Regions from separate parts of the Mus musculus genome. Here all the other regions are linked to region 3. The links are chromatin contacts, called in public HiChIP or PLAC-seq maps. All regions are on one chromosome and are shown on one strand. The core of a region is the stretch at or near the end of the contact, and the rest is flanking DNA. Distances in the headings are between cores, read along the strand shown. Region 1 overlaps Fmnl3 (formin-like 3). Region 2 overlaps Fmnl3 (formin-like 3). Region 3 holds the start of Spats2 (spermatogenesis associated, serine-rich 2). Region 4 holds the start of Dhh (desert hedgehog).

Region 1 (4,093 bases), core at 105-2,604, 230 kb after region 3:
GGTGGCTCACAACCATCTGCAATGGGATCCAATGTACTCTTCTGGTGTGTCTGAAGACAGCTACAGTGTACTCAAAATAAATAAACAAATAAATAAATAAATCTTTTTAAAGGGGGGGGAGAGAGTGTGTGTGTGTGTGTGTGTTCCCTATAATCTAGAGAGACCCTGGGGGATGGGGGCTACAGAGAGGGCTCAGTGGTTAAGAGCACTGACTGCTCTGCCAAAGGACACAGGTTCAACTCCCAGCACCCAAACTCCAGTTTCAGACAATCTGATGCCCTCATCTGGCCTCTGCAGGTATCAGGCAAGCACACAGTCCACAGACACATAAACACCCACATAAATAAAAATTTTAAGTGTAAATGTGACATTTTTAAAAATTAAATAAGGAAACCCTGAGTAGCTTTTGGCTACATGTGGTGACATATATCTCTAATCCTAGCACTAGGGAGGCAGAGGCAGGTAGATCTGTTAAGCGTGAGGCCTGGTCTATATAGCAAGCTCCTGGCCAAGCAGGACTACCCAGTGAGACCTCATGGAAGTGTGAGGCACCCTAGGTGGCATGTTTAGTCAGGGTCAGAGGTTAGAAGGGATGTAGAACCAAGCATTTCATAACTAGCACTTGTCTCAGACTATCTCCGTGACCGCCCTCAACAACCACTGCAGCAAATGCTCCTTCACCTGTAACCCAGTAAGAACTGGAGACCAACTCGCTCAAAGTCACATATGAAGTCATAAAACCAGCGGGCGTGGTGCTGCGTGCCTTTAATTCCAGCACTGAGGAGATGGAGGCAGAGGCAGGTGGATCTCTGTAAACTGGAGGCCAGCCTGGTCTACAGAGAGCTCCAGGACAGCCAGGGCTACACAGAGAAACCCTGTGTTGAATCACTGCCATCACCACCACCATCACTACCACCCCCAAAAAGAAAAAAACTTGGAGGGGTAAAAAAAAAAAAAAAAAAAAAAAGGAAAGTACTAGAACCCAAATTTAAGCCCAGACAGGTGGTTTCCAGCAGCCAGGGTCTTCTACCATGTCCTGCCATGAGCTTTGATGGAGCACGGGGAACTCCATTTCTAATTCAGGAAGGTCCTGATTTGTCTGACAGCTTTGATCTCTAAACCATGCTTCCTTGCCTAGCAAGACCGAGTAAAACCAGCTGAGCAAGGCAGTGCAAAGACACCATCAACGTTTCTCAGTAAGAGTCACTATGCAGAACAAGAGAAAGGAACTGTCCTCTGAGACACAGCATGCTCTAACAGCCAAGGAACATTTCAAACTTTACACAGCACACGCTGTGCGAAGCACGCTGGCACACACCTCTAGTCCTAGCCCTTAGGAGGCAGAGGCAAGCAGATCTCTGTGAGTCAGGATCTGGCTGTGAGACCTTGCCTGAAAACAAAACAAAGAACAGCTCAGGCTTTGGGAGCAAGAGATGACGCAGGTTTGAATCTTGGTCAGGAGACTTTGACTAGGATTATGAATCTGGGTCATTTGTTTTAAAATATTTGTCATGAGATACTAGGAAAGTTGTCAGCTTTCTGTGCCTGTTTTCCCATCTGCAAAATAGGAATATGATGTAGCCCAACAGCTAGTGCAGGAGGGGTCCATTATCTCCTGCAAGCCAACCACTCTGCAGGGGAGAGCGGCTTTACACATACCATCTATCAGGGGTTTACCAGACGGGCAGGACAGAAGCAATGACTAAGCTGCCACACTATCAGAACAGCCGGGAAATCTGGGATTCCACTCAACTTGTCAGGTCACAGTGTGGTTATCTTAGAGATTAGGGGAAGATGTCACCAGATTTCCAGCATTCCTGGTATACCTCAAATCCCTCACTTTCCCAGCTGTCCCTGACTTCCTCCAGTTCCACCTGTGGTCTGTAAACCTGTCAATCATTCTCCTCAGCCTCTACTCTTCTCATGTCCGCTTTGCTCCCTGGGACACTAAGTCCTCTGAGTTTCCCTCCCAGTTCCCGAAGGGCTGGGCTGTGGGAATATAAACTGACCAGGTTTTACTTGACCAGTACACTAGTAACCCTTAAATATATAGTTCTGCCCCAAGTATCTCTTTTGAGCTCCACTGGTAAATCTCCAGCTTCCCAGTAGATGTTATTCCCACATCTGGTTCTGAGCCTTCATGTCTCAGACAGGCCTCACCACTTACCATTCTCAGGTTGTTCTGTGTTCTGTCAGCTGAAGGAACTTTCACTTAACTGACCAAGCAAGCTAGAAACCTCAGGAGACATCCTGAGTTTCATGGTCTCGTCTCCATGCTCCCAGTGTCAGACTTAATAGGCCCTCTAAGTCCCACTGTGCCTCCACCATCATCATATAGTACTCAACTCCTCCTCTCGTTGCTGACTTCGTCCCATGGGACTCACGGGACTGACCTACACACAACCCACAATCTGCTTGTGACACTCCCTTGGAAAAAGCATTAGGTACAGTTCCTTCCATGTAACATCCAAGGCTTCATCCCCCACTGCTCCAGCCTGCACTACACAACAGCAGTGAGCTGCCCTGGACAGATCTCGGCGCACATCAAGCTCTGTCCCCTCCATGTCTAGGCCCATGCTGTCCTCTCTCTGGAGTGCTTTCTCTGTCCCAGACTCTGTCCAAATCCTATTAGCCCATCGGCCAACAGAGATTTCCTCCTGCAGGTGATGTTCCCCTGGTGCTATGCATGTTTCCAGCCGATGTTCACCAAAACCTCACCTAACTACATACTGTAATTATACGTTCCCTGAGTTTGGCTCCCCCTCCAGCCTGAGCTCCTGGGGTAGACACTGTCTTAGTCATCTTTAGTCCTATGGCAATTAACACAATTCTAAGCCCTCAATAAATGCCTGCTGAGCCTTTGATGGCTGAAATGTCCCTGTCCCTGTGTCTAGGCAGACGAGATGGTATACTGGCATCTTTGGCTCACTGCCTCAGAGTCCCTGAAGGAAACTGAAGGGAACCTTCACAGCCTTGCTTCGAAAACAGGAGAGAAGAGTAATAGCGGTGATGTGGCTATGGTGTGGCCCTGACATCTCCCTGAGCATCCAGAGCAACAAGTACCAAGAGGCCAAATGCTACCTGAGGCTCTTCAGCTGGCCACCCCTCACATCCAAAGGTTATGTTCACAACTTTTAGCATGGATATTTTGGGGGAAATTAAGATACATACTTTGGGAACATACCAGAACCTGTTGCTCTATAAATGTACAGGAGATTCTTAATTCCTTAGTCACCCACCATGCCAGCAGTAATTAAAAAGCCCAAAGGAAGCAATTAGGAGCTACTACTGGACTACTAATCTAGAACTCATGCCAGATACATCCAAATACAACCTGCATATAGATGTGAGCACTTCTCAAAGAACAGGATTCACACCAAGCCCAACCTGCCAAGGACCTGCGGGTTAAGAGTGTTGTGTGAGGCTCATGCTCAGGAGAGGCCAGTAAAAACGAACCACAAACAAGAAGTCTGTCCAGCTGGGCAGTGGTGGCACACACCTTTAATCCCAGCACTTGGGAGGCAGAGGCAGGTGGATCTCTGTGCTTCAGGCCAGCCTGGTCTACAGAGTGAGTTCCAGGACAGCCAGGGCTACACAGAGAAACCCTGGGGGGGGGGGGGAGTCTGTTCAATGCAAAGGGCTCTTTCCTCACTGTACATCTCTGGTTCGTCCATCCTAGGGTATGATCCCCAAGGCCTGCACTGAGGAGAAAGGGGTGTATCTAGCCCACAGAATGAATCCAGATAACAAGCCAGAGTCCATTCAGAGCACAATCCTCAGCCTCAGCAGGCCTGTGTGTGATGACTGTCTGGCCTTGACAAAAGCCCCAGAGCTCAGAATGCTCCTCAAATCAGACTCTTCCAGGCTGCACTAAGGGGTGGGCTGACAGGAATCAAGGGTTACATACCCTAGTCCCTGGAATCTCTAAAGCCTATGGATAAGTCATGATTAGTCTAACATCAGACAGCAAAGTGATAACTGTGGTGTGTACCTCAGTGCTTCTGCACTTCAGAGGTACAGAAAACATAATCTCTACCCGTGAATAATAACTCACACTTCTTTTCTGTCTTAGAATGTTCTTGTGTGCATGAAT
Region 2 (4,553 bases), core at 336-2,835, 210 kb after region 3:
AATGTTGTTGAAATGATGAAACCCTAAGGAGCCTGTCTCCTGAGGATCCAGGCTATTTCCTGGAGGTCCTGCAGCCTGGTACTTGGATCACTTGGCTTCTGACTCCAAGCTCCCTTGCCGGACTGTTCTCTTCATGCTCCCTAGAACATGTCTTCTACTCCAGCTAACTTTCCAGTCCTTGCTGATGCCTGCTATTCCCTTGTCTTGCCTGCTCATGTCTGCAGCAACACTTGAGCTACTTCCTCCTGCTCTGGGGATGCCCATGCCCACCTTCTCTGTTGGAATCTCACTCTTCCTTTTTCTTTCCCACCCCACATTTCCCCCATGCTGGAGCCTGACACCTCAGCCTCAGCACATGGCAGGCAATGCTCTGCTGGCTTGCATTCCCAGCCCTCATCCTTCTTCTAAATAGATGGGGACTGTCTGCTTCCCAGTGAGTCCCCAACCTTTGCCCTGTGGTACTTACATGACAGAACACTGGGCAAATGACAGGTAATCCACCAGCACGTCCAGGCCTTTGTTCTCATCATTGAGAAACTCCCTCACCCACCTGCAGATACAGCAAACACAGTGGATGTAGTGTGCAAACTGGCTTGGTTTGGTGGAGGCTCTGACCCAGCAATCTAGCCCTCAATAAATTTGCTCTCTTGCATGCTACTGGAACCTACTATCAGGCTGAGAAAATCCTGAAAACCATAACCTATGACAGGCCCCTATGTGGTCATGCTGCCAGCCTGGACTTCCCAGAGGCAGGAGAATACATCACAAATGGGCTTCAGCCAGATGAGATTCTAGCCAGTCTCTCCTCTTGGGCCAGGTTATAACCCCATTATTTCCTGTGTCCCTTTGATCTGATACAATGCTAGGCATGAAGTCCTTTTCCACCATGTGCTGGAGGAATTGGGGAGGCATCCAGAGCATTCACCACTCACAGAGCTGGGCCTGGAAAAGCCTGCAAGTCCCTAGTGCCATAAATCTCAAAGAGAGCCTTACAGGGCCAGAGGGCTCACCGCTGAGTTCAATTTTGAGAAGCAATGAGCAAAGATGGTTGTGAGAGTTCTGTGTTCGGCTGGAGTGGGTCCGGCAGAACCAAAAAAGCTTAGGGAACATACACGCTCCAGTCATGGCTCTCCCAGGAAGATGGCAATGTGGAAAGGCAGGCAGGTGAGCAGACAGGAGGACAATGACCTGGGGCATTTTTGCTTTCCCTTTGGCCTATGCTAACTCTGGAATAAAAGTGAAGAGCAAACTCCCTTAGAATTGGTGGGGGGTTGTGACAGGTCTATTTCAGTGCAGAGACATTAAACCCCTCAGGATGGAAGCCTTGTTCTCCTGAGTACTCTAGTCCTCCTGAAATGTCCATGGAACTACATAGTCCAGCTGTGTCCAAACTGCCCTGCAGGGCTGTGTCTACCCCACAGCTGGAACACCAGCTCCATCCTGGCTAGCCACACCCGCAGCTGAGAGGCTGGCGCTAGAGCACCAGGCTTGGCTGATTTGCCAGCAAAGCTCCAGCTGAAGCTGACACTGGAGCTGCCTCAAGTTAGCTTCCTCTCTGGGGGCCGACAGGCCTCCCATTTCCTGTCTGTCTGCTCTCCAGCTCCCCACCCCCTTCTCATTTCCTGTCTGAGTCTACACTGCTATTTTAGGGATCCTGACACTTTGAGGGGAGGTTAAAGGGCACTTTGACAAGGCAGAAAACCAATACAAACCACAAGAGCTAGAGGGCCCTGGAATCCTACTCAGGCAGCCTCAGCCCAGAGCAAGAGACCCCATACACCGCGGGCCTCACTCCTGCAGGACCCCGTCCATCTGGCTGTAAGCAAAGCAGGATCCCCTTCTCACTTGGTCCTGGCCTCCTTCCACCCCTGACTAGCCTGACAAGCTTCCTGAAGAGAAGGATCCTGTCTCCTCATAGAACTACCCAGAGAAGCCTCAGATTAGATGGCACGGGCTTAACTCTTCCCTGGGAACCAAGGGCTGGGTCTAGACCTCAAACTTGTGAGCCAATGCTAAGAAGCCCTGGGGCCTGGAACTGTGCTAACCACAGGGGACTGTTTCTTTGTGCTCCTCTGCCAAGGAGAGCAGACCCCCCATCCTCCCACCAGTTACAGCAGGACTTAGAGAAGACGGCAAGGCCTGAGAGAGGCCCGGGGTGCTCAGGACTGCCACAGTGTCACTCTCAACCACACACAAAGCCTAAGTGATGCACTCTCCTAGTTTTCCTTCTGTGAGATTCTTAAGGGTGGGAGTGGGGACAGCAGGGTTTGGCCACACCTTTCTTGGTGGCTTTCCATGTCTGGGTCACAGATGACTGTAGTGTGGAAGCCATGCTTTGGCTACCACAGCGCAGCTCCCAACACCAGGAAGGGTCCCTTTCCTGTCCTCTCCTGTGCTGCTTCCCTTCTGAGTGCTGTTGCAGCTGGCTACATACAGATGTCCTCTCCCTCTAAAGGGGTCCAGGCACATCAGGCCTGGGGCAGACACGTAGGCTGCGCTTGACAAAAGAGGAAAAGCTGGTGATGTCAGTGGCTCTTTCCACCTTACTCTCAGAAAGCTCAGGGACGCAGGCTGGCATCTACCCAGAAACCCACTTCACCCTTCACTGCTCTCACTGAGGCACCCCTACCTGAAGTGCTGCGGTCTTAGTTCACTGTCCCTTCTGTGTGGCCACTCTTTCCAGTTGTTTCTTACTCTTGCTGGAACAGCTTCATGGGACAGAGGCGCTGTACTCTCCCTGAGCCTCAGCATCAGCCCTTAGCTTCCTCAGCAACCCCTGGTTCCCTGATCAGGCTGAAAGTCTTGCACAGACCCTGGGGCCCACTCAGCGCACTGGCAGCAATAGGATCTGTGAGCACGGGAGACAGCCAACGCCTGATCCTGTCTTACACCTCCAGTGCTTTAGGAAGCCTCTTCTGCTCATGTACAAAGATTATTTTCTTTCAAACAAATAAGTAATCTCTATACCAAAAAATCTAACTAGTCACCAATTAGTAACTAATTTCATTGTTCAATATAATACATCTCACGTCCCAACCTTTGCCAGGCCTTTCTTGGCCCAGTACCAGACCACAGGCAGACTCTGGTCTCAGCTGCTATGGGAATGTCTTCCAGTCAAAGCCACAGGACCCCAAGAGAGGCCCCAAGCTTGCCAGAAGTAACCGGTCAGCAGCTGGCAGTACAGAAGGGCAGAAAAGCCAGAAATGGCACGTCTAAAGCTCTGTGGAGCCAGATGCTATTCATGGCCGGAAGGATAAACCAAAAAAGGGGACCCAAACCTGTGTGGGAGGCAGTGTCTGGTGTCAGGGAGAGCAGATGACAAACCTGACTTACCCAATGTGATTGGTGCGAAGTGAGATCTCCAGCTCCCGTAGGACTTTAGTGGACTCCTGCACTCTCCTCCGGAACTTCTGTAAACAGGGAGCCTCTGTCACTTGATGGGCATTCCCTGCCAACCATCTTTCTTTTCCTTTTTTTTCTTTTTTTCTAAGGCAGGGTTTCTCTGTGTAGCCTTGGCTGTCCTGGAACTCACTGTGTAGATCAGGTTGGCCTCACACTCAGAGAGCTCCCTGCCTCTGCCTCCTGAGTGCTTCGATGAAAGTCATGCACCACCACGCCTGCCCCCTCTCGATTTTATTTATTTATATTTTTGTGTATGAGTGCTTTGCCTGCCTGCATGTCTATGGACCGTGTGCATGCACTGCCTAAAGGGGCCAGAAGACAACACTGGAGTTCTGGGAACTGCAGTTACAAGAGTTGTAAGACGCTGTGGATGTTAGGAACTGAGGCTGGCTCCTCTGGGAAAACAGCATGGTCTTTTAACTGCTGAGTCATCTCTCTAACCTCTTTCTCAACCCTGTCTATGTTTGAGGAGGATGTATGCAGCATCTTGCGATGTAGCTCAGGTTAGTCTGGAACCCACAATCCTCTTGCCTCAGTCTTCTAAGTGTATCACAGCCATACACTACCATACCCAGCTATCCAATTTTATACTATAAATAAAGGAGGCAGAGAAGAAAACACAGGGAGTGCAATTACAGGCTTCCCTCTAGCTCTGGACAGTCACTTTAGACCTCAAAGCCCGGATATTCAACTCCCATTAATCAAGAATCAATGTCAAGGCAAAAGGTCTGTGCCTAAACAGGGACTTTCTGTCTTGTACTTTACCTTCCGTGTTACATTGGGGTCCAAGAAGCTCTGGAGTTTCTGGATATAGGTGTGGGGAGGATTCTTTACTTGAAATCTTTCCTGAAAGGAAAACGCACATGTATGCACACAGAAACACAATGTTCATGGAGGGTGCTAAGGAAGGAGGATGCCTACACTGCTCAATTTGAGGGAACTCAGCCTCTAGTTGTCCCTTGGCACCATCCAAACCCTAAGTTCCCTTCCTTGACGATCCTTACGCATGTCCTAACTGCGGCTGTAGTCTCCTCTTCCGCTCAGTGCTCTCTAACACCTAAAGTGCTTTATGTCAGAAGCTATTTTAAGAGTCTACCACTTGCTAAGATGCAGGACTACAGAGCTGTGATTAGTACCTAAAGCAAATACGT
Region 3 (4,258 bases), core at 42-2,541:
GGAAGTGAGAAGTAGATGGTGATGAATATTTTCAGTGATGATTTAGTCGAAAACTCAGCCTCTACCAGGCGTATCCAACCTTTTGATATTGTGACATGATTGTCTTCCACAAAGTTCACTATTTAGATTTTAAAAATAACCGCCAAAACAGGTCTCATATTTAAGTTCCTTGGCTTGAATGTGGTTGGACATGCCCTTCCTAACCTCTCTCTCCTGATCAGAACCGGTAAGACACTAACTCAAAAGATACATCAATACTAGCGATGATCTGGCTCTGGAGAGGCTGGAGATTTCGAGCCCTGATTACGAAGTTAGGTATTTAACAGAAAGATTCGACAACAGCCCTTCCTAATCACAGCCACGTAGAGGGATGCAGGAAGTGTGAGGTCGTTCGCTCGCACATCCTCTCTCCAGAACCTCTCCCATCAGGCTGGGTGGCCAGGTGGCTCTGAAATAACCTTTAGGAGCAGAAGGTAGGTCCGGAGGCGGGCAAAGTTAAAGGGAGTGAGCGGCTGAATTGTTCCCTGCTAGAGAGGGCGGACGTGCCTGCAGACCTGGAGCGAAAGGCTCTAGGATCCCATTGGGAATCTTCGGCCACCTCCGGTGAGTTTCGGCTCTTTCCGTCAGTTCCCGCTCGGCTCGTCACTTAGGGGCACGCTGGCGCCCACTCCTAGCCCGGCCGCTTTAGGTCGCCTTTCCCGCACGCGGACGCGAGTACGCGCCCTGCTCGTCTCGCCGCCGTTCCTTCCCGTTTGGCCCCTGACCCGCTCCTTCAACCCCTCAGTGAATTAATTCCCCGTCTCCCGCAACTCAGGCGCGCGAACCCCGCGCGAAGGGAGAGCGCCTGAGAGGAGCGGTAACCCGGCCGCGCGCCCCGGTCCCCTCGGCTCCGGTCTCCCGCGTGCGGCGCATCGGGGTCGCGCCGGCGCGAGCGCGCGCCCTGCGCTCCGGCTGGCGGGGGGCGCATGCACGAGTACGAGCGCGCGCGCACGCGCGGGCTCCGAGGCGGGGCGAGAGGGGCGAGCGGCGGCGCGAGTGCGGGCGGACGAGGGTCGCTGTGGATCCGCGGGCACTCCGGCCCCAGCCGCGCCTGCGAGGCTCTGCCGGCCGCCCGGCGGACGAGGGACGCGGGGAAGGCGGCGGTGGGGGCGGGGCGGCTCGGCGTCGGGCCTCGGGCGAGCTGGGGGAGGAGCGCGGCAGCGACGGCGGCGGCTCCCGAGGACGAGGGCGAGGAGGAGGCGGAGGCTCTTCTTTCCTCATCCCAGACCCGGGAGCGTCCGGAACGCAGAGCCCGGAACTGGGGGGACGCGGCGGCTGCAGGGAGCCCGGGCTAGGTAAGGCTGGGGGTGTTGGGTGAAGTGGGTGGCGGGGGCGAGAGGGGCCGGAGGTGGAGGGAGGGCTCGAGGAAGGGGAAAGAGGGAAGGGGCAGTTGTTGGGGGTTGGGGTACCGAGAGGAGGGGGACCGGGAGCCCTTTGGTTCCCGCAGTGTGGAGAGGGCCGCGGGTTTCTGGGGTTAAAGGGGCGAGCGAAGCACACGGGTCCGAGTTGGGGAGTTTCCAGAGGATAGGCCGGAGAAACAATGGAGTGAGGGGGACTCTGGCGAGAGCGTGTGTGCGGTCCTAGATTTCAGAAACTACGTGCGGGATCGGAAAGAATGAAATAATGGGTCGATTGAAATGTGAAGTACGGCGAGATGGGCATGTGTAAAGTCTTCTGCATTGTGTCAGGACGCAAGTGCCATCATGGGACTTAAAGGGTAGAAGGACAATTTCGGAATTTGAGAGGAAACCGGACTAGAAAAGGCAAAGAGAGGCAAAGAAATACGAGTTTGGTTTTGAATTAAACCAGAGCCTAGGATAGAGGTGCACTAGAGGGTCTTCGTCTCCTAATTCATCCAAGATGATTCTATTTTTTTTTTTTTTTAGGGAGTGGGTTAGTCTTGGCCCCTTGCTAAGGCATGCAAGCCCTTCTCCCAGTAATTTTATTATTATTATTTATAGTTCATTTTGTTGTAAGGCAAAACTGTAATATTTATTCTCGATCAGCTCAGCAGACTACTGTATATAATTTCTCCGTATTTATTGAAGCAAGAGAGAACACACTGCCGGCAGTACTCTACCATGAGCGAGGTCAGCGATACTGCGGAGTTGAAGATGTTTGGTTTGAAAAGTAATGAATAACTGTGATTTTTTTTTTCTTTTTAAATTTAAGTTGTCTGTCCTTTGTTGGAATTTTTGTTTCCCATTGAGAAATGTTCCGGCTTGAAAAAAAAATGTTCATAAACCTTCTAATTCTGGTTTTGTGCTTGGGGGAAGAGAGTTTCGGTTTTTTGTTTTTAGAAATTGTTCAGGGATGCTGATTCCTAGTGGTCAAACTGCCTCCACATTCTCGTATTTTTGAGTTAAGGTGGTTTGGGAGTCCTGTGAATAAGTATTTCAGGGTTATGGACTTTGCATTCCACCCCCCCCCCCAGACTCCCCCCTTGGGGGTGGTCTTAGTCTTTATCAGTAACCTAGGCTGGCTTGTGACCTATTGTGTAACCCCAGTTAGCCTTTGAAGTAAAGTTCTTTTGCCTCAGACTCCCAGCTGCTGGGATTACAGCTGTGAGGCTGGGCCTGTATCTTCTTTATACTTTAATTTCCAGGCCAAATTTGATACAGCACTGACTGGAAGATCACTGATTCTGAAGCTATTATTATCATTATGCATTCATAGATGTGTGCGTTAAGCTTTTCATTGGTGAGACGTGAAGTTTTGCTGACTCATCTAAACTAAAATTTCTGGGCAGTCATCCGTTTATAGTTTTCAGCTGTGTTTCTGATAGCGGGCAGCATTAGGCCACCTTCTAAATATCAAAAAAAATCATGACCTAAAATGTACCTTTAAAAATTCTTACTTATAGCCTGATGGTGGCCATGCATGCTTTTAATCCCAGCACTCAGGAGGCAGAAGCAGGCAGATCTCTGTGAGTTCGAGGCCAGCCTGGTTTACAAAATGAATTCCAGGACAGCCAGGGCCGTGCACAGAAATCATATCTTGGAAAACAAAAAAATAAAAATAAATGAAAAAAACCTTAAAAATTAGAAAAAAAATTCTTCTTATTTTAAATGAGGTGTGTGTCAGTGTTTTTGTGCATTCTAGTGCAGTGTCCCCAGAGGCTAGAAGAGGGGTTGGGATTCCCTGGAACTGGAGATGAGTCTCCTGAGGTGGTTACTGGGACTCGAACTCTGATCCTCTGCAAGAGCAGTACACACACTTAACCCCTAGAACCATTTGTCAGGTCTCTTCTAGAATCGCTATCACTCTGTAACCCAAGCTGGCCTGTGATTCTTAATTCTCTCTCAGTCTCCAGAGTTGTGGGGTTACAGGCACATGAGGCAGCCATGCCTGGATAAATGGTTCTTTCCTTCTACAAGGGTCAAGTGAGAAGCCAGAGGTACCGGTGCAGGAGTGTAATCTCAGCCCTTGGGAAGTTAAAGGCCTGAGGGTCAGAGGCTCAAGGGCCTCCACCTTTGCGTACGTAGTTTGAGATCATCCTGGACTTGCAGTATAGGAGGCCCCGTCTCACCCCTCACCTCCAGGTCAAAGCCAGGAGAGAGTAGTGTCACTGGTGAAGTGTGGCTCCTGACCTTGTAAAAGTGCTAGGTGAAGTGCTAAGATTGCTCTTTCATGTATAATCTCATTAGTCATCACATTTAATATAATTCTCTTTATAAATTTAGAGATTAAAAAAAAAAAAAAAGCCAGGCAGCCGTGGCCCACCTCTCTAATCCCAGCACCTGGGAGGCAGAGGCTGGCAGATCTCTGAGTTTGAGGCTAGCCTGGGCTACAGAGTGATTTTTATGATAGCCAGGGCTACACAGAGAAATCTTGTTTAGAAAAACTAAAAACAACAAGAACAATAACAAAATCAATAAATTTAGAGATGAAATATAGTTTGCTACGGTCACAGAATGAGTGAGTAAGGAAGCAGGATCCAGACCTGTCTCTGTTTGCACGGCTTCTTTAATTTTTCAGTCCTCCCGCTCCCACCTCCTGCGGGCCAGGATTATAGGGGATTACAGACACACGCAGCTGCAGCCGTGCCCCATTCAGGAGGCATGGAACCTAGGGCTTCGTGCACTCTGTCAACTGACTGAGACACGTGCGTGCCCCTCTTCTCTTGTGTTCTCTTTTTTCTTCTGAGGCATTCTCACTGTAGCCCTGGCTGACTGGGAGCTCTGTTGGAGGCTGGCCTCAACCTCAACAGAGAGCCATC
Region 4 (4,525 bases), core at 1,009-3,508, 230 kb before region 3:
TCACCTCTGCAGAGGCACTGGACAAGTGGTAGCTCTTTCTAACTTTGTGTCGTTTTGTCCCCTAAGAAGGCCCTGACCTGCGGGGGCAGTAGCCCAGTACAGAGCCAACTCAATGGAGTCCTTTTGCAGTCAGGGTGTGGGAGATAAGCAGGACTGGGTGTGTGTGTTAGGGGGGTTTCCCAGGCCCCTGGAGGCCTCCTAAGCCTGTCGCTTGTTCTATCCCTCTACTGCAGGTTTCAGCCAGAGGCAAGGACTGTAATGTCCCAGGGCCAAGGTGAGGAAGGGAAGGGCCTTCCCAGTTTACTGGAAAGAGGATGGCTTCATCACTGGGACAAGAGGGGATTCTTGGCTCGGAGTAATTGGTTCTCACCTTCCATCCCAGCAATCAGGAGGTAGAGGCAGGAGGATTTCTATGAGTGCTACCTAGCAAATTTTAGATCTGTCAGGGCTATGTAGTGTCTCAATAGATAAGTAAGGAAAGAAGAGAGAGAGAGAGAGAGAGAGAGAGAGAGAGAGAGAGAGAGAGAGAGAGAGAGAAAAGGAAGGGAGAGGAAAGAAATTCTTTCTCCCCTGTACAGGTTTTCCTAACCACATAACCTGGAAAACTATGCAGTTAGTCAGAGGAAATCCGTACACCACACACACACACACACACACACACACTACCCTGCCTGCCCCTTGCACACACAATTAGGTGGTGTAATGGAAAGTAGATAGGACTGAGAACCAGGAGTCCTGAACCTGCTCTCAGCAATGCTACAATTTGGCTGTGAGGCTTTGATTAAGTTGCTTTTCCTCTCCTGCAGCCCAGCTCTCAGATATAAAATGAGGGGTGGGGTGGGATGGAGAAACACGTCTTCTGAGTTTCCTGTCAGACACTCTACAGCACTGGCCATAGGGGCTCTGGGCCCTTCCCTTCCAAGCCATGGCCCACTGAGTCGGCTTGGTTCAGTGCCCCTCTGTAGCATGTACCCCAGAATGCTAGCTGATATTCAAAGCAGAGTCCTCAAGCTAAGGTGAGTTTAGATGGCCCAGAAACCCTTGATTCTCAGGTGTGTCTGTCTGTTCTGAGGACTGTTTTTTGGTCACCCCCACCCCAAAGTCTGTTGTTTAGACCCTAGTATAGGCTACCTTTCCCGTGCCAAGGACAATGGCCACCCCATCCCCAGGTAGATGGTCTGGTCTGGTAACCTGACTCTTGCCCATCTCTTTTCCAGCCCCCTTCTTTTGGCTCACAGAGCTTTTGGACATCAGGCCAAGAGCCAGGCTAAGTGTAAAGCCTTATGCAGTCTACCTATCATAGCCAGCTCCTGGCCCCCAGCTCACCCCAGCCCTTCCTGCCTGGCTCGGTGACTGACCCCCGGTCCACGCCTCAGCCATTTCCCGTCTCGCCTGCCGCCATCCTCCTTTCCCCGCCCTCGCTCCAGCCTCTCCCAGATTCACTCTCACTGGGCAGTTCCTCCTCCCCCTCCCCATCGCAGACTCTCTCCCCATTTGGATACCTCCGAACCACTATCCAGCCACCAGGTTATTTGCTTTCCTGAAGGGTGTGATGAAGGAGATCTCACTTTATTTTATTTTAGTTTAGGGTCTCTGGGGATGAAGGAACAGTTCATCCTCCAGGGTTGTTGTAGGAAAATTGAGGAGCTGGTGGTGTGGTAGAGCAGGTGGGGAGAAACTCTCCTTACCTCTGTCATCAGGCGGTCTGCGCCGCTGTTCTCCTCATCCTTGAAGATTATGTCGGGGTTGTAGTTGGGTACGAGGTCCCGGAAGCGCTCCGACCCCCTTGTTACCCTCCCCTCCGCTGGCCCACTCGCGCCCAGGGTCCGCTCGGGCATACTGGGCACAAACTGCTTGTATAGCAGAGGCACAAGTTGCTTGCGCACATAACGCCGCCGGCCAACCGGTCCTCGGCCCGGCCCGCAGCTCTGGGCAGATAGTGCCAAGAGTGCCAAGCAGCACAGGGGCAACAGACTGGCCGGCAGAGCCATGGGTGCCGTGGACTTGGGTCGGAAGGGAGCGTTCTTGTCCTCACTGGCTCTCCTGTCAATTGGGCATCTCCGCAGGAGCTAAAGAGCACCGCAGATAGAGAAGGTCCCAGAGTACCTGGAGCGCTGTGGCTCTGAACACTTGGCAGCCGCTAACTCTGCCTACATGCCCTGGGGAACCTGGAACCTACTACTGATAGACTACCATTTACAGAGCAGGTGGGTCGAGGGTGAGTGCCAGCCCAGCCAGTCTCTGCTGCCCGGCTCCCGTGCTCCCAGAAACGCCCTGACTCCGCCTTAAGTGGTCCCGGGCCCCGCCCCCCGCCCTTCTCTCAGGGCTGTCCCGCCCCCTCCCACCCGGGCGGGGGATCTAGCAGTCACAACTGGACACCACTGTTCCATTACTCCACTGAAGTGTGTCCCATCCTGGAAACCATGCAGGCACCTGCTTAGGAAATCCCTGAAGCTTTAGAGTCCTGGCTGCCTGGATAAGCATCCTTCTACCTCCGAGTCTAAATTAGGCACCAAACTATCTTCCTGGGCACTAGTCTTTGCTTTCCTAAAGTCTACCCTGGCACGCCATGCCCTCTGCTGTCCTCCGGGAAGTCTGAGTTCCAAGGCCATCCAAGCCCTTTGGGCAAGCCATCAAAGCCTCCCATCTCCGTGCTCCTCCTCAAGTCTCCCCGATTTCTCTCAACACTCATCCATAACCAAGCAGAGATCCCAGAGGATCATTTTCCTTGGTGGTTTTATATCTTCTTGGGAACAGAGCCTGACACAATCCAGTTTGAGACATTAAAAAAAAAAACAAAAACAAAACAAAACAAAACAAAAAAAAACCCTACTGTGTCTGTCTCTGCCAGCACATGCCATAGCACACCTGTGGAGGTCAGAGGGCTTTTGGGAGTCCACCTTCTCCTTCCTCAGCGGGCTCTAGGGATTGAGCTCCGGTTGACCAGGCTTGTGTGGCAAGTGCTTTTACCTGCTGATCTACCTTGCCAGGCCAGGACTTTCCAAGTTTTATGTCCTCTCAAATGGTTGCCAGATACCCACTTTTTATCCCTCCTCTCCTTCTTTTGACAGACTTTACTGTATGTAGTTCAGGCTTGGTCTCAAACTCACTTCACAGAGCAGGCTGACAGCGAATGTTTTCTCCTTTGGCCTCTAGCTTCCCAGCACTGAAATTAGCCATGCACTACCACACCAGGTTTGTGTGGTGCTCGGATCAGAACCAGGGCCTTCAGGGCTCAGCAGTTAAGAGCACTGACTGCTTTTCCAGAGGACCTGAGTTAGATTCATAGCACCCACACAATGGCTAACTCCCTTCTTTCTGTAACTCCACATCCGATGGGGAGGGGGTCCAATGCTGTCTTCTGGTCTCCTCGGGCAACAGGCATACAATTGGTACAAGCAAAATACCCATACTTATAAAATAAAACGTAGCCTGGCGTGGTGGCGCATGCCTTTAATCCCAGCACTCGGGAGGCAGAGGCAGGTGGATTTCTGAGTTCGAGGCCAGCTTGGTCTACAAAGTGAGTGCCAGGACAGCCAGGGCTACACACAGAGAAACCCTGTCTCGAAAAAAACAAAAACAAAAACAAAACAAAACAAAACAAAAAAACAAATAAAATAAACGTTAGGGGTGGGGTGGGGTGTTAATTTCAGCCCTTGGGGAGCAGGGACAGGCAGATCTCTTGTGAGTTGAAGGCTAGCCTGGTCTACAAAGTGAGTTCCAGGACTGCCAAGGCGACAGACACAGAGAGACATCAACAAAACAGAACAAAAGTAAAAACAAAAAACAAAACAAGTATATAAGTTAATTAAAAATAAAATAAAAAGCCAGGATTCAGACATGCCCGGCAAGCACACAACTGATCTTTATGCACTGAGCAACATCCCCATTTCCCTTTGATTGAGATGTTCGCACACAGCCAAGCTGGGCTCATTCTTGCTGTGCTGAGTCCTGGGCTTTCAGGCATGTTCTTCACCCAGCACATCATCTTCTGAGTAAGTTGTCATTTGGAAGCTGCCAAAGGGCTGTGGACACCTAACGTCCTGGTCTGTGGAGGATGGCTCTCTTCTCCTTCCGTTGCCTACCTCCTCCCCCTCTGGGCCATGGAATCTATTTTAAATCCCTCAGGCCTCATCACAGAGACACTTAACCCATTCAGTTACAGGAGAATGTAGTGGAGAACATGAGAACCAGAGGCCACTTGGGGAGAAAAGGATTTCAGCTCACATGTTCCAATCACAGTCCATTCATGAAGGGAAGTCAGGACAAGATCATCAGGAAGGAGACTGGAGAGATGGCTCAGCCATCACAAGCACTGGCTGCTCTTCCTGGAGACACCAGGTTCTGTTCCCAGCTCTTGCATATGGCGGTTCACAACCATCCACAACTCCAGTTCCAGGGGCTCTGACAACCTTCTTCTGACTTTCTGGGGGACCGGGCACAAATATGGTAAATATACATATATACATACATACCCATAAAGCTCTCACATACATAAACCCACAAAAATCTAAAGTGAAAACCT

The links. HiChIP or PLAC-seq counts read pairs in DNA pulled down with a chosen protein or histone mark.
Region 1: a contact with region 3 is called in an H3K27ac HiChIP or PLAC-seq map of extraembryonic endoderm stem cells. The contact joins the enhancer-like site here to the promoter of Spats2 in region 3. A contact is called at or near these places in 6 of 39 promoter capture datasets (3T3-L1-derived adipocytes, cranial neural crest, liver and 2 more), 7 of 115 datasets of contacts at active chromatin or transcription factors (the SCID.adh cell line, embryonic stem cells, extraembryonic endoderm stem cells and 2 more) and 2 of 9 other capture datasets (embryonic stem cells and pancreatic islet).
Region 2: a contact with region 3 is called in an HNF4G HiChIP or PLAC-seq map of pancreatic cancer cells. The contact joins the enhancer-like site here to the promoter of Spats2 in region 3. A contact is called at or near these places in 1 of 39 promoter capture datasets (cranial neural crest), 4 of 115 datasets of contacts at active chromatin or transcription factors (effector CD8 T cells, extraembryonic endoderm stem cells, microglia and 1 more) and 2 of 9 other capture datasets (liver and pancreatic islet).
Region 4: a contact with region 3 is called in a FOXA1 HiChIP or PLAC-seq map of pancreatic cancer cells. The contact joins the promoter of Dhh here to the promoter of Spats2 in region 3. A contact is called at or near these places in 7 of 39 promoter capture datasets (3T3-L1-derived adipocytes, the HPC-7 cell line, hippocampal neurons and 3 more), 2 of 484 Hi-C or Micro-C datasets (embryonic stem cells and rod photoreceptor), 5 of 115 datasets of contacts at active chromatin or transcription factors (embryonic midbrain, embryonic stem cells, pancreatic cancer cells and 1 more) and 2 of 9 other capture datasets (adipose tissue and pancreatic islet).

What each region holds. Positions count from the first base shown.
Region 1 is chr15:99,350,672-99,354,764 of GRCm38.p6, forward strand. The region is part of intron 1 of Fmnl3 (formin-like 3); the gene reads right to left. Among named protein-coding and RNA genes, the nearest start is that of Gm22951, 15 kb to the right of the region's middle. Within about 2 kb of position 1,355, at least 31 of the 459 cell types and tissues checked have an H3K27ac peak or open chromatin away from gene starts, as enhancers often do. A contact at or near this core is called in extraembryonic endoderm stem cells, where this site is marked.
Region 2 is chr15:99,331,521-99,336,073 of GRCm38.p6, forward strand. It overlaps Fmnl3 (formin-like 3), which reads right to left. Exons shown (of 27, transcript NM_011711.2): 3 at 4,168-4,248; 4 at 3,334-3,410; 5 at 467-550. Among named protein-coding and RNA genes, the nearest start is that of Gm22951, 34 kb to the right of the region's middle. Within about 2 kb of position 1,586, at least 292 of the 459 cell types and tissues checked have an H3K27ac peak or open chromatin away from gene starts, as enhancers often do. A contact at or near this core is called in effector CD8 T cells, liver, microglia and 1 more, where this site is marked.
Region 3 is chr15:99,125,554-99,129,811 of GRCm38.p6, forward strand. It overlaps Spats2 (spermatogenesis associated, serine-rich 2), which reads left to right and starts at 1,292. Exons shown (of 13, transcript NM_139140.1): 1 at 1,292-1,334.
Region 4 is chr15:98,896,282-98,900,806 of GRCm38.p6, forward strand. It overlaps Dhh (desert hedgehog), which reads right to left and starts at 2,259. Exons shown (of 3, transcript NM_007857.5): 1 at 1,689-2,259. The coding sequence starts at 1,991.